Linked DNA regions of Zea mays: regions 1 and 2 are each linked to region 3. Evidence: chromatin contacts called from public Hi-C data. All regions are on one chromosome and are shown on one strand. Each heading gives the region's core, a stretch centred on a gene start, on an enhancer-like site or on the middle of the called end of the contact. The rest is flanking DNA. Distances are from core to core; before and after follow the strand shown. Region 1 holds the start of LOC103637786 (U-box domain-containing protein 21). Region 2 holds the start of LOC103637796 (dynamin-2A). Region 3 holds the start of LOC100275233.

Region 1 (4,239 bases), core at 1,704-4,203, 270 kb after region 3:
CCGTTGGAAGACCTCACAGCCGCCGCGTAGCCACTTGCCCTCACCTTCGTCCAGTGCCCGATTGACGCCGCCATCGTGTGCTCGCCAAGAGGGTTAGTAGCCGCCGTGATCCATATTGCTGAGCGAATCCATGGGAGAGAGATGGAACAGAGAGGTTGCCGCCACCATTGATCTGCGTCCTCCTCGTTGCTCTGGCCTCGACGACGGGTCCTGGGGCATCGCCGGTGTTCACCGCTTCCGTACGTGGTTTTCCCGGGTGCGTTTGGCATGCGTTGCTGGCGTAATTCGTCGCCGGCGTTCGAAGAATTGCCGCCACCGTGGGCGGACGACTTCGCAACATAAAATCCGGTAAGAAACCCCCTCACACGTTCGTTGTTGGCTTCTTAACGGGTAGCCTTGATTCGATTTGGGGCCGAATCGCTGGCCGGTCGGGTTGCCCAGTTGCTGTCAACGGCGCCGCCGTGGGCACACAGTGGCACCGCCCGGAGTCGTCGTGGGAGGAAGAAACCCGGCCAGCCGTTGGATCATGGGCATGTGGCCACGATTAGATATGGATGCCGGTTCGCCCAGTTTGGTTATGAGCCATTTGATCTCGATCGGGCGATTCTGGGCGGGTTGGAGTATTTTAAATCCGCGTCGTCGGTCGTCGATCGGACGGATGTGATCGCGTACCGGTTCGTTGGGGGCAGATCTAATCTGGACCGTCGCTATCTGATCTCGCGGCTCAGAATTAACCATACCCCTTCGTCGTAGGCGTTTTACACAAGAGACCCTGAGAAGTATAAGAATCAACCCGCCGTCCACCTCGGGTCAGGGTTGAGTCTGGTAGATTTTGCGAATTAAACCTCGAGCTTCTTAGTAAATGACGCGCAGTCCAGATAACAGAGAAACTAGATAATTAATATTAGAAATTGATTTGTAGTATAAAAATAAATCTTAAAACTTGTTTAATTCATATTTAATTCATTTTAACTCCAAATTGATTCATTTCAGTGGCATTAATTTTGTTTTAATATCGTTTATCACTTAGTACCTTTGTTTAACCATGAAACTTGAATTAAAATTGCTCAATTGAATTAATCTATTCTAGGTGCTAATTGATTTCGGAAATTCATAACTCAATATCCGTAGCTCCGAATTTAGTGGTTCTTGTTTCTACGATCTCGTAGTATCGCGTAGATCGTTATTACGCAGTTTGTTCTTATGTTTGGTGTGATGTTAATTTTGCCTATACACTACTTGTTTGTATTGCTACGACTAGCGTGAGGACACGTGTCACCTGAAGAGCAAGTTGGTACCTGGAATCTCAAGTGCCAGGCAAGTTGTGCCCTTGATCACTTCTTTTTACCCAGCCATGTTCTGATTAATCATAATGATCTGCATAGGTTAATTTTGATGGGACCCAATAGGTTACCCTAGTTTGTCTATCTTTATACCTTGTTTACCACTGAACTTTTTGGGTAGTACTTGCTAGTGCTTTATGTGGTTTGGGTATGAAGATACATTATTCATGATCACACTTTTATTATCTGTTTATTATCACTGTTCATGATAAGATCATTATGTTAATTGGAACATGGAGAACCACCCGGGAAAACAGTGCTACCACAAGGGTTTAATGGGACGCCCTTGGCCGATTTATTAGGAAAGCTAGTGGAAGACTACCTTACCCGAAAGGGGCAAGGGCAGTAGGGGAGTGGTCAGTGTAGGGAGGCCCTCGGGAGGATTTTGCTGTGATGGCGGTCCTGCAAGGGATTCCTGGGAAGGCCCTCGGGAGGATTTTGCTGTGATGGCGGTCCTGCAAGGGATTCCTGGGGAGGCCCTCGGGAGGATTTTGCTGTGATGGCGGTCCTGCAAGGGATTCCTGCATTGGAGCTTCCTATAAACTGTAGCGGGTTTTCTGAAGCTAGTGGAACTTTGTAAAGGCCTCGTAGTGTTACCCTGCCTCGCCTCCTCGGTAGAGGTGTATGGGAAGTCGCGATCCCTTGGCAGATGGGTAACATGACTTGTGGGTAAAGATGCGCAACCTCTGCAGAGTGTAAAACTGGTATACTAGCCGTGCTCACGGTCATGAGCGGCTCGGACACTCACATGATTAATCTATGGAACTTAAATTCAATTTGTCATATGCATTGCATCGCAGGTGATGTTGTTACTTCTGTTCTACTATTTAATTGGGTTGGTATTTACTTATACTTAGTAATGGCTAATAAAAATTTGACCAACTTTAAAAGCAATGCTCAGCTTCAGCCATCCTCTTTGGTAAGCCTTACACTTCACATGAGCTCCCACCTTTGGCGAGTTCATACACATTATTCCCCACAACTTGCTGAGCGATGAACGTATGTGAGCTCACTCTTGCTGTCTCACACCCCCCCCACAGGTCAGGAGCAGGTACCACAGGATGAGGCGCGTGGAGGATGCTGTGATGAGTTCGTGAGTGGTCTAGGCCGTCGTCTCCCAGTCAACTTTGGGTTGCTGGACCGTTGTCTCCTTATAATGTAATTATTTATTTTGTATAGAACTCCTGTTATATATAAAGATGTGACATTCGATCCTGTGCCACTTTACATCATATGTGTGAGACTTGGTCCCAGCATACCTGGTGTTTATGTTAGCGCCCGGGTTTTGGACCCCTAAAATCCGGGTGTTACAAAAATATACTAGAAATGACCCAAGGGCACATTTCCCTTTCAACCTCGACAGCGCAGGCTGCAATGGCCCACCACCATGAGTACGCGGCGACGGCGGTGGCAGCAGCGCGGTACCCGTAGGCCTGGTACGCGGCCTCGGCTACTGCGTAGGGGAGCACGAAGCCGGTGCGAACGTGGAGGGAGCGTGTGAGCTGCGCGGCGTAGCCTGTCTGCACGTCCTCAGAGTTGCGGTGGAGCCTGTTGAGGTAGAACAGGCGGCGGAGGTTTCCCGTGTGATGGAGGAGCGCGCACGCACGCGTTGCTGGTCACCTTCTGCGCCTCATCGAACAGCTCCGTCGTCGATGATCTCGGTGTTGGCAGCGTCATCGCCCTCGAAGAGTCCACCCCAGTTGTCGGTGATGACGGGCTCCCTTCAAAAACCCTATATTAAATTAAATGGGATTATACATGACCTAAGAGCGCCGACGTGCTATGGTATCATTGTGTCCTATAGCATGGCCAAGATCAAATTCACAACCTTAAGGGTGTGTTTGGTTTGAGGAATGAATTGATCTATCTTCTTCTTACTCCTTATTTTTTTATTTGGTTTGTGGAATAGAATAAGTTGATCCATCACCACCACATTCAACATAAGCTAATAATTATTATATACATGAGAAGTGTATTGATTCTACCAAAATTAATAAAATGAACTTATGATGCATCACCTTATTAAGCATAGGGTGACTCCACAAACCAAACACACCATAAGTTTCCCACTGCTGGGAGCTATATAGCTCATCTGCTCACAGTAATATATTAATATATGTATTCTATGTATATAGTAAGACCACATATTTTTATGCTAAAATGTCTTACAACTTGAAACGAAGGAAATACAATTTATTGCAAAGACTTTCGTACATACGTCTTGCTAACTGTACTACTATGGCACACTCCTGATTATTTCCTTCAAAACTAATCCTTGAGATGACAGCAAGTTGTTGAACTACTAATGCACGTCACTGATTATTCTAGTGTTGCCTTACGTAGTACTGTCCATCTAATCTAACTAGTTTCCAAATCTTTCTGGCGCCCGGACCCCGCCAAAAGGAACACAAAAAAACGCCGCGAAGATCCGATTCTATGATGAACTGAAGCAAGAAAAAGAGGGAACACGAGGAATCCCTAACGTTTCCCCCGCTTCGTCGGCGGCCCGCGTACGCGAGCGAACGCGGGTCGCCATCATCGTCATCGTCATCGTCCTCGTCCACGCCGCGCGCCCCTCGTTCAACTCCAGCGTTCAACGGTCAATGTTCAAACTCCGCGACCCAGTCTGCAAAGCAGAAAACAATGCCATTCGGCATCCGCCACACGCCGCACACGCACAGGTCTTCTTGCCTTTCGCTCTCCGCCTCTCCCTCCCCGCAAGGCCCGCAACCTATATATCCTCTCTCCTCCCCCATTTGCCTCATCGCACTATCTCTCTCCGCTCCCCTTCACGGTCAGCTCAGCACAAAGGACTCACTTTCATCGGCTCAACGTTCTCGGCAAGTTGCGGCAGCCGACACAGCATCAACCAGAGCACGCTTCTACCGGCCGAAAA
Region 2 (3,980 bases), core at 381-2,880, 390 kb before region 3:
AAATGAAACAAGCTACAGAGAAATGAAAGCTATGTTCTAGTGGTCCCAAGATAAAAAGTGTAGCTTGTCTTTCACAATTCAATGGTCTGATGAAAGTTCATTGTGGATACTGGATATTACTGCACAACCAGTTAATCAGCACTCTACCTAATCTATAAGCATCTATACAGGAAAAATATTTTAGGAATAATTCAAATACCTACCATGGAATCATCAACAGCTCGCTGGTCTATCCCAGGTAAATCAATCAGCTTTAATGAGGGAGCTGAACAAGAAGCAGGAAAAGTACTGTGAGGATTTCATAAAGCAGCACAACAAAATAAAAAAAGGCAAACTAACAAAGAAGACTAAGTACAGAAATTATGTGTGGGGTTCACCATTTTTAGAACATATAAGACATAGATAGAAAGATGTACTCGCAAATGATTATATTGCTCCACAGTGCAATGTGCCAACACAAAGCATACAGTGTCACAAGCATACATATTCCAGCCTAACTGTTATTTCATCATTGTTTAATTTAAGCATGTCATTGTTCAAACCTTACACCATCACCAAAAGTGTGACCATATATTCAACACCATGTTCTGTACAATGCTAGTGAAATGGAAAGAAAAACAGCTACACGGTTGCTTAAATGGTTATACTACTCGCAGCACAAACAAACCTGTACTCGTCCGCAGCTTGAGGTAAATCTCATCAGCACGGCCCCTCCCTGATCCACCAGACGTCCCCTTGCTGAGTCTGTCCTGCAGTGAATGCCGGAGGGCACCTGCAGCACAGCAAAACGAACCAGGAAATTTCAAGATCAAGATCAGGCTCAGTCCCAAGCTTCCAGAACTCGTCAATAGATGCAGGAAGCACGGCCACGACATCCAACTCACTTGCGGAAACCTGCTGCGACTTGCTGTCGATCTGCAGCACGATGGACTTGCTGCTGAGCCCCGGATCCCTCTGCAGGTCAACCACTATTGGCGCCCGCGTCGCCCCGTTCTCCCCCGTCGGCTGCACCGCGCACCAACACCATCCAAATCCAGTAAAAAAACACGGCGCCACAAGGGCAGAGAGAGGAAAGGCAACTAAGCTGCTCCGCTAGGAGGTAGGAGCTCACCAAAACCGGGTGACCGATGAGGCTGTTTAGCACGGCCGACTTGCCAGAGCTCTGCACGAACAAACGGATCAGAACAGATCAGACCGGGTGACACGAGCAGCAGTGCAGCACGCTAGCGGCAGGAGCAGATCGCGATGGGTCTCGTGTGGTGGGGGCGGCGGAGAACCGATACTCACGACGTTGCCGAGGGCGACGGCGTTGAGGAAGGTGGTGGGCCGGCGCGGCGCGGCGGCGTCGGAGGGGTCGTCGTCGGCGAGGAGCGACGCCGCCTGGCGCATCGACTCGGCGAGCTCTGACAGCTCCTCCATGGCCTCCATGGTCGGCGGTCTCACACGCGGCGGATCTCGAGGGGTTGGAGGCTGCGGCAACTGGCGGCGAAGGGGGAGACCGAGCCCTGAGCTCTGCCCTGGCTTGACGCGGATTTGAAATCTAGACGGCGTCACGGGGATGGGATGGAAGAGACGTGGAAAATGGATTTGGGCGACAGACGAGAGAGACTCAGAGCAACTACAAGAAATCACTAAGGACCCGTTTGTTTCGTTGGAATTGAATTCCATTTTAATAATTATAATTTAGATAAAACTAATTAAGTTAAGGGGATGAAGACTATGACTCGGACGAGGTGGCCTAAATTCACCACTTTAACTCTCAAGCCACTACTATACTGCTCGCCTCTCTAAGTCGAGAGGAGTATAATAAGGTGCAAAGGTTAAAAAGTGCGAAGGAAATTTGGGACGTACTCAAGACCGCGCACGAAGGAGACGAGGTGACAAAGATCACCAAGCGGGAAACGATCGAGGGGGAGCTCGGTCGCTTCATGCTTCACCAAGGGGAGGATCTACAAGCCATGTACAACCGCTTGAAGACCTTGGTGAACCAAGTGCGCAACCTCGGGAGCGAAAAATGGGATGACCATGAGATGGTCAAGGTTATTCTTAGATCCCTCGTATTTCTTAACCCTACACAAGTTTAATTAATTCGAGGTGATCCTAGATATAAGCTAATGTCTCCCGAGAAAGTCATAGGAAAATTTGTGAGCTTTGAGCTAATGATTAAAGGCTCAAAGAAAATCATCGAGCAAGGCACCTCCTCCACACCCGAAGCACAACCGGTCGCATTCAAGGCGACGGAGGAGAAGAAGGAGGAGTCTACATCAAGTAGACAACCCATCGACGCTTCCAAGCTCGACAACGAGGAGATGGCGCTCATCATCAAGAGCTTCCATCAAATACTCAAGCAAAGGAGGGGGAAAGACTACAAGTCCCGCTCCAAGAAAGTTTGCTACAAATGTGGTAAGCCCGGTCATTTTATTGCTAAATGTCCACTATCCAGTGACAGTGACAGGGGCGACGATAAGAAGGGCAAGAGAAGAGAAAAGAAGAGGTACCTCAAGAAGAAAGGCGGTGATGCCCATGTTTGCTGGGAGTGGGACTCGGACGAGAGCTCCACCGACTCCTCCTCTGACGAGGACGCCGTCAACATCGCCGTCACCAAGGGACTTCTCTTCCCCAACGTCGGCCACAAGTGCCTCATGGCAAAGGACGGCAAAAGGAAGAAGGTTAAATCAAAATCCTCCACTAAATATGAATCTTCTAGTGATGATAATGCTAGTGATGAGGAAGATAATTTGCGTACCCTTTTTGCCAATCTTAACATAGAACAAAAGGAAAAGTTAAATAAATTAATTAGTGCCATTCATGAGAAGGATGACCTTTTGGATTCCCAAGAGGACTTCCTAATTAAAGAAAATAAGAAGCATGTTAAGGTTAAAAATGCTTATGCTCTTGAAGTAGAAAAATGTGAAAAACTATTTAGTGAGCTAAGCACTTGCCATGAAACTATTAACAACCTTAGAAATGAAAATGCTAAATTAATTGCTAAGGTTGATTCAAATGCTTGTAATGTTTCAATTCCCAATCATAGAAATGACAATGATGATTTGCTTGCTAAAATCAAAGAATTGAACATTACCCTTGCTAGCCTTAAAGTTGAAGATGAGAAATTGCTTGCTAAGGCTAAAGATTTTGATGTTTGCAATGCTACTATTTCTAACCTTAGAAGTGAAAACGATATATTACATGCTAAGGTTGTAGAATTAAAATCTTGCAAACCCTCTACATCTATCGTTGAGCATGTATCTATTTGTACTAGATGTAGAGATGTTGATATTAATGCTATTCATGATCACATGTCTTTAATTAAACAACAAAATGATCATATAGCAAAATTAGATGCTAAAATTGCCGAGCATAACTTAAAGAATGAAAAATTTAAATTTGCTCGTAGTATGCTTTATAATGGGAGACGCCCTGGCATCAAGGATGGCATTGGCTTCCAAAGGGGAGACAATGTCAAACTTAATGCCCCTCCTAAAAGATTGTCTAATTTTGTAAAGGGCAAGGCTCCCATGCCTCAGGATAACGAGGGTTACATTTTGTGCCCTGCCGGTTATCCCGAGAGCAAAATTAGGAGAATTCACTCTAGGAAGTCTCACTCTGGCCCAAATCATGCTTTTATGTATAAGGGTGAGACATCTAGTTCTAGGCAACCAACCCGTGCTAAGTTGCCTAAAAGAAAAACTCCTAGTGCATCAAATGATCATAACATTTCATTCAAAACTTTTGATGCATCATATGTTTTAACTAACAAATTCGGCAAGGTAGTTGCCAAGTTTGTTGCGGGCAAACACAAGGGCTCCAAAACTTGTGTTTGGGTACCCAAAGTTCTTGTTTCTAATGCCAAAGGACCCAAAACCGTTTGGGTACCTAAAGTCAAGAACTAAACTTGTTTTGTAGGTTTATGCATCCAGGGGCTCAAGCTGGATCATCGATAGCGGGTGCACAAACCACATGACTGGGGAGAAGAAAAT
Region 3 (4,071 bases), core at 249-2,748:
GAATGAAGTAAAATGAAACAGGAAACAGTGCCTGTTCCAGTCGAGGTCAGAATCTTAGTTCGAGTCTGAATGTCACGACTGCATTGAAATTGATCATAGGTGGTATATTATTATCGTTACAGATGTACAAAAGAAAATATAGGATCATGCTCAATGGCTTATTCTACTGATTCTAGTAACTGATTGTGTATAAATAATTAGAAATGCACTTGCAACCGTGAAGTTTCAACTTTTAAATTTTTGCAAATAACTTGTACGTGTCATAAAAGAAAGGCAAGAATAGATAGTTATCAATTAACCATTTCCTAGAAAAAAATAAGTGGGGCAACTTTGAACCAGGAGTAGATGGGTCAGTGACATATTTTGATGTCTAAGGATTATTAGTTCATATTCCAGAAAATTCCCAAACAAGCCCTCGTCCTCGTGTACCCAACCCCAAAAATCAGATGTCCCTGTAGGCGATCGCATTGATACTTAGCCATTTTGTGCAACATTTCCAATTTTATTGACCACATGCAAAGCGGAGTTCATAAATCATAAGTGAAAAAAATATGGGGTCTCTTAAGAGGTTTCTAAGTGGCTAAGTGAAAAAAATACAAGAGAACGGCTCTTCATGACTCTTTGTACATGTTGTCTCTTAGCTACATTTAGTATCCCAGAGTCTCAGTTGTATTATGCAGTCTCTTAGTTGTCTCTTGTATTTTAAAAACCGAACCAAGTCTCAGGTTGTACATGCCCTTAGGTCTCATGTGGTGCCGCATTTCACAAGCACACAAGCCTTCACTAACACAATGCATGTCGCACCTTGCCGAGGAATATAGGCTTGAACTGAAGCATTCCCGCTATGGTAAGGAACACAGTTGGGTCGCCAGGCACAAGCGACGAGCTCGGAAGGATCTTGTGGCCACGGGCTGCATAAAATTCAAGGAAACGCCGACGTATGGCATCCCCACTCCACTCCACTGCATCCGCTGTTCCCAATTCCTGGGTAGCGGGTTCTACTGAGGCTGCAGGTTGCAAAAAAAAATGCATCACAAAACCTTACTGAAGCTCCAATTGCATACTAGTTATTATCGATTAATAAAAAACAAACAGTATAACACTGAGTATCTAAACCTGACGAACTGCTTGTTGCGAAGAATCCGTTCTTACAAAAAGAATGCCTTCTGCTGAGACTACCTCCAACGCAGCCGAGTCCTGCCACAACATCATACGCCCCACGTTACAAGTCAGGGCCACCTCAGAAATCGACAGCACGAACGGATGAATTCGAACGGGTAAGCGTCTCGCCAGACGGATGAGGAGGAAGGTACCTCGGGTCCGGGGAGAGGCGCGCAGGCCGACGACGCAGCGGGGAGGGAGGAGGCGGAGGCGGCGGGCGGGTGCGGTGGAGAGGAGCGGTGAGAGGGGGCGGGACGTGGGGGAGAGATCGACCACTTCCATGGCTGAGAGCTCAGCTCAGCGCCTCTGCTAGCGCGCAGCGCCCTTGCTGTTTGTGGTTTTGGTTCGCTTGCTCTCGGGGGTTATCGAGAAGGCGTGTGGCTGGGCTGCCTGGTGGCTTGTCCACACGAGGCCGCGAGCCCAGCCCACCAATTCACTGATGTTTCCAAAGCCCACCAATTCCACTGGTGTTTCCAAAGCACACAAGTGAAAAATATGTCGTTCCCAAACTAAAATTGACCCAGTTTACAAAAAAAAACTAAAATAGGCTAATACAAGAAAATCTCTACACGCAGGAGTTTGTTCATACATCAGTACATCACCCGTATCATGCACCTCTCGCTTTATGTGGGCGTCCCACCACCCGACGGGCTATAAAAGCCCATGTGTTTAAATAAATCATATTTGTTGGCTCTAAATACATATTCACAACCATTTAGTCAACATAGCACATATGCTTTGTGTTTTATATTCTACAATCAAGCCATAATATAGATAATTTTATTAAAGAAATGGAGAAAATAAAACTAGGTTGTATCGGGCCTAGCCCATCGTGTCGCACATAAGGTCCAAGCATGACACAGTGATCGGACCAAGCTGGCACGGGCTTGATGGACAATGGGTCAGACCATGCTCAGTTGTGTCGGACGACATGCCGCCGAGCAAGTCCATTCCATTTGGATATGTATATGCGTACAACAATGATGCTCTCGTACATGTAGACAACAACACAAGCAAGACGATGACTCATGCATGTCATGTCAGGTCATCGATTGAGTTACATGGGTCTTTAATTTGGTAAATTTGAGATTAATTGGGTTCGATTTGAGATTGTAGTTGTTTGGTTGAGGGGATGGGTGGCCACACGAGCACCCTCATGGTGCCACCGCCTCCCACGAGTGTAAGGCCTGAAGTCACGAGGATGTGAGAAGGACAACCGTCGTCACCATCTTCATAGGTCACTCGGGACTTTTGGCTGCTTACTCTGATGGTGACAGGACAGAACAAGGGCTAGTGTTTGGTGTCATCCAAGCCACGTCACGAAAGATGATGGGGAATTAAAATTATGATTTCTCACTTGACAAATGAAATATATTTATACATTTTACGTGGTAAATATGTTGAGATCAGACACACCGACCAGTTGAAATATAGCATAAATTGTTAAATTGTTGTAAAATTTTAGAACATGTTTAAACAAACTATTTCATTTAAACAAGTTCTATCCATATAATATATAGATATCGTAGCAACGCATGGCCACTTAGCTAGTAGATTGTAACCATCAAATAACCATCATTAGCTCTTATTAGTCTAGAATTAGCCTATGTTTAGCCTTTCTAATTAGTATTTCAAAATATAGACTAATTGTTAGTCCCTTATTTAAAGAGGCACTTAGTTTGTAGTTAGTTTAAACTATGATGAGATTGTTTATCAGGCATGCTAATGTCCACGTGTAGAATATTATAAAAAAAAAGTATCCACATATAGACCGCTGTGTTTTTATAGACTAAAATATCTCCTACTATTTTCCCTCTTCACTTGTTGACGTGTGGGGCCATGTGGCACTACCATTTGGCCCAATTTTCATATCAACCCTTTCTAAGAGCAGCTCCAAAAGAATGTCATTGCCTCAAAAAAATGATTACCGGGAGCAGGCTAAACAGTTTTAGAAGTGGATTATGATGTGTACTCCAACAATTCCTCTAAACAAAGAGTTAAAATTGAAAACTAGGCCAAAAAAGAACCTTGTTGTGTATGCACGCCGCCAGGTATATTGAGAACTGGTGCCATCAGCTGCTCGTCAACAGGAGAAATCAAGGTACAGATTAACACACATCAATATACAAGCTGAAATGAACAATTTAGTTATTGGCAGCTACATCAGTACTAGATCCACGCGTCAACTACCAAGGGATGACATTGCTAGGTTGAGCAAAGACGAGCTCCTTCATGGCACGCAACCCATAAAAGCTGTTATGAGTTGCAGCAGAATAATAAGGGCTAGCAAATCAGTTCATAACCACTATAGGCCACAGTCAACATTTTTTAGTTTACACTAGGAACCACAAACCTGATGAAGCAAAACGCTAACCTACACTCTACAGCCACAGCCCTTCAATCCACCACCGCTGCTTCCCTTGAATCCACAGCCGCTGCCGGCAGTAGCGAATCTAGAGCAAAATTGATGAGATTGTAATTGGTCTAGTGAATGCATTACTAATTTTTTCTAGAGATATATATGTGGTGAAATTTTAACTGTTTATATAGAATCGCATTTTTAGGGGTGCATTTGCATCCGTTAGGTACAACCTAAACTTCACCCTTGGCTACCGGTGAAGCCGCATGCGGCGGTGACGCCCTACACGCCACGCCACACCCACACCCATTCTTCAAGTCGTCGCCGCCACAGCCCGCCACGACCAGCGATGACTTCTTTGCCCAGGAGCCGTTGCGCCTACGCTGGCGCTACGCGGCCACCCATATCCTCCTGTCGCTGACTAACGGACTTGGTTGCCCTCGGTCTCCTCCTTCCCTCGTCTTCCTCAGTGTCTATAGGTTTCGTCGCACACAGAGAAAAAAATACGGGAGCCTGCTGCTCGATGTGTGCGAGGGGCGGATTGGGATGGA

What was found. A called contact is a pair of places that touch in the nucleus more often than the background predicts.
Region 1: a contact with region 3 is called in a Hi-C map of tassel, with 4 times the contacts expected there. The contact joins the promoter of LOC103637786 here to the promoter of LOC100275233 in region 3.
Region 2: a Hi-C map of tassel shows a contact between it and region 3, with 3 times the contacts expected there. The contact joins the promoter of LOC103637796 here to the promoter of LOC100275233 in region 3. A contact is called at or near these places in 2 of 25 Hi-C or Micro-C datasets (leaf and tassel).

Annotation. Positions count from the first base shown.
Region 1 is chr9:2,479,072-2,483,310 of Zm-B73-REFERENCE-NAM-5.0, reverse strand. LOC103637786 (U-box domain-containing protein 21) reads left to right here and starts at 2,953. Exons shown (of 1, transcript XM_008660839.4): 1 at 2,953-4,239. The coding sequence starts at 3,987.
Region 2 is chr9:3,141,133-3,145,112 of Zm-B73-REFERENCE-NAM-5.0, reverse strand. It overlaps LOC103637796 (dynamin-2A), which reads right to left and starts at 1,630. Exons shown (of 22, transcript XR_004852518.1): 1 at 1,288-1,630; 2 at 1,112-1,162; 3 at 885-1,005; 4 at 668-772; 5 at 204-265.
Region 3 is chr9:2,747,987-2,752,057 of Zm-B73-REFERENCE-NAM-5.0, reverse strand. LOC100275233 reads right to left here and starts at 1,498. Exons shown (of 13, transcript NM_001350149.1): 1 at 1,314-1,498; 2 at 1,117-1,197; 3 at 805-1,007. The coding sequence starts at 1,443.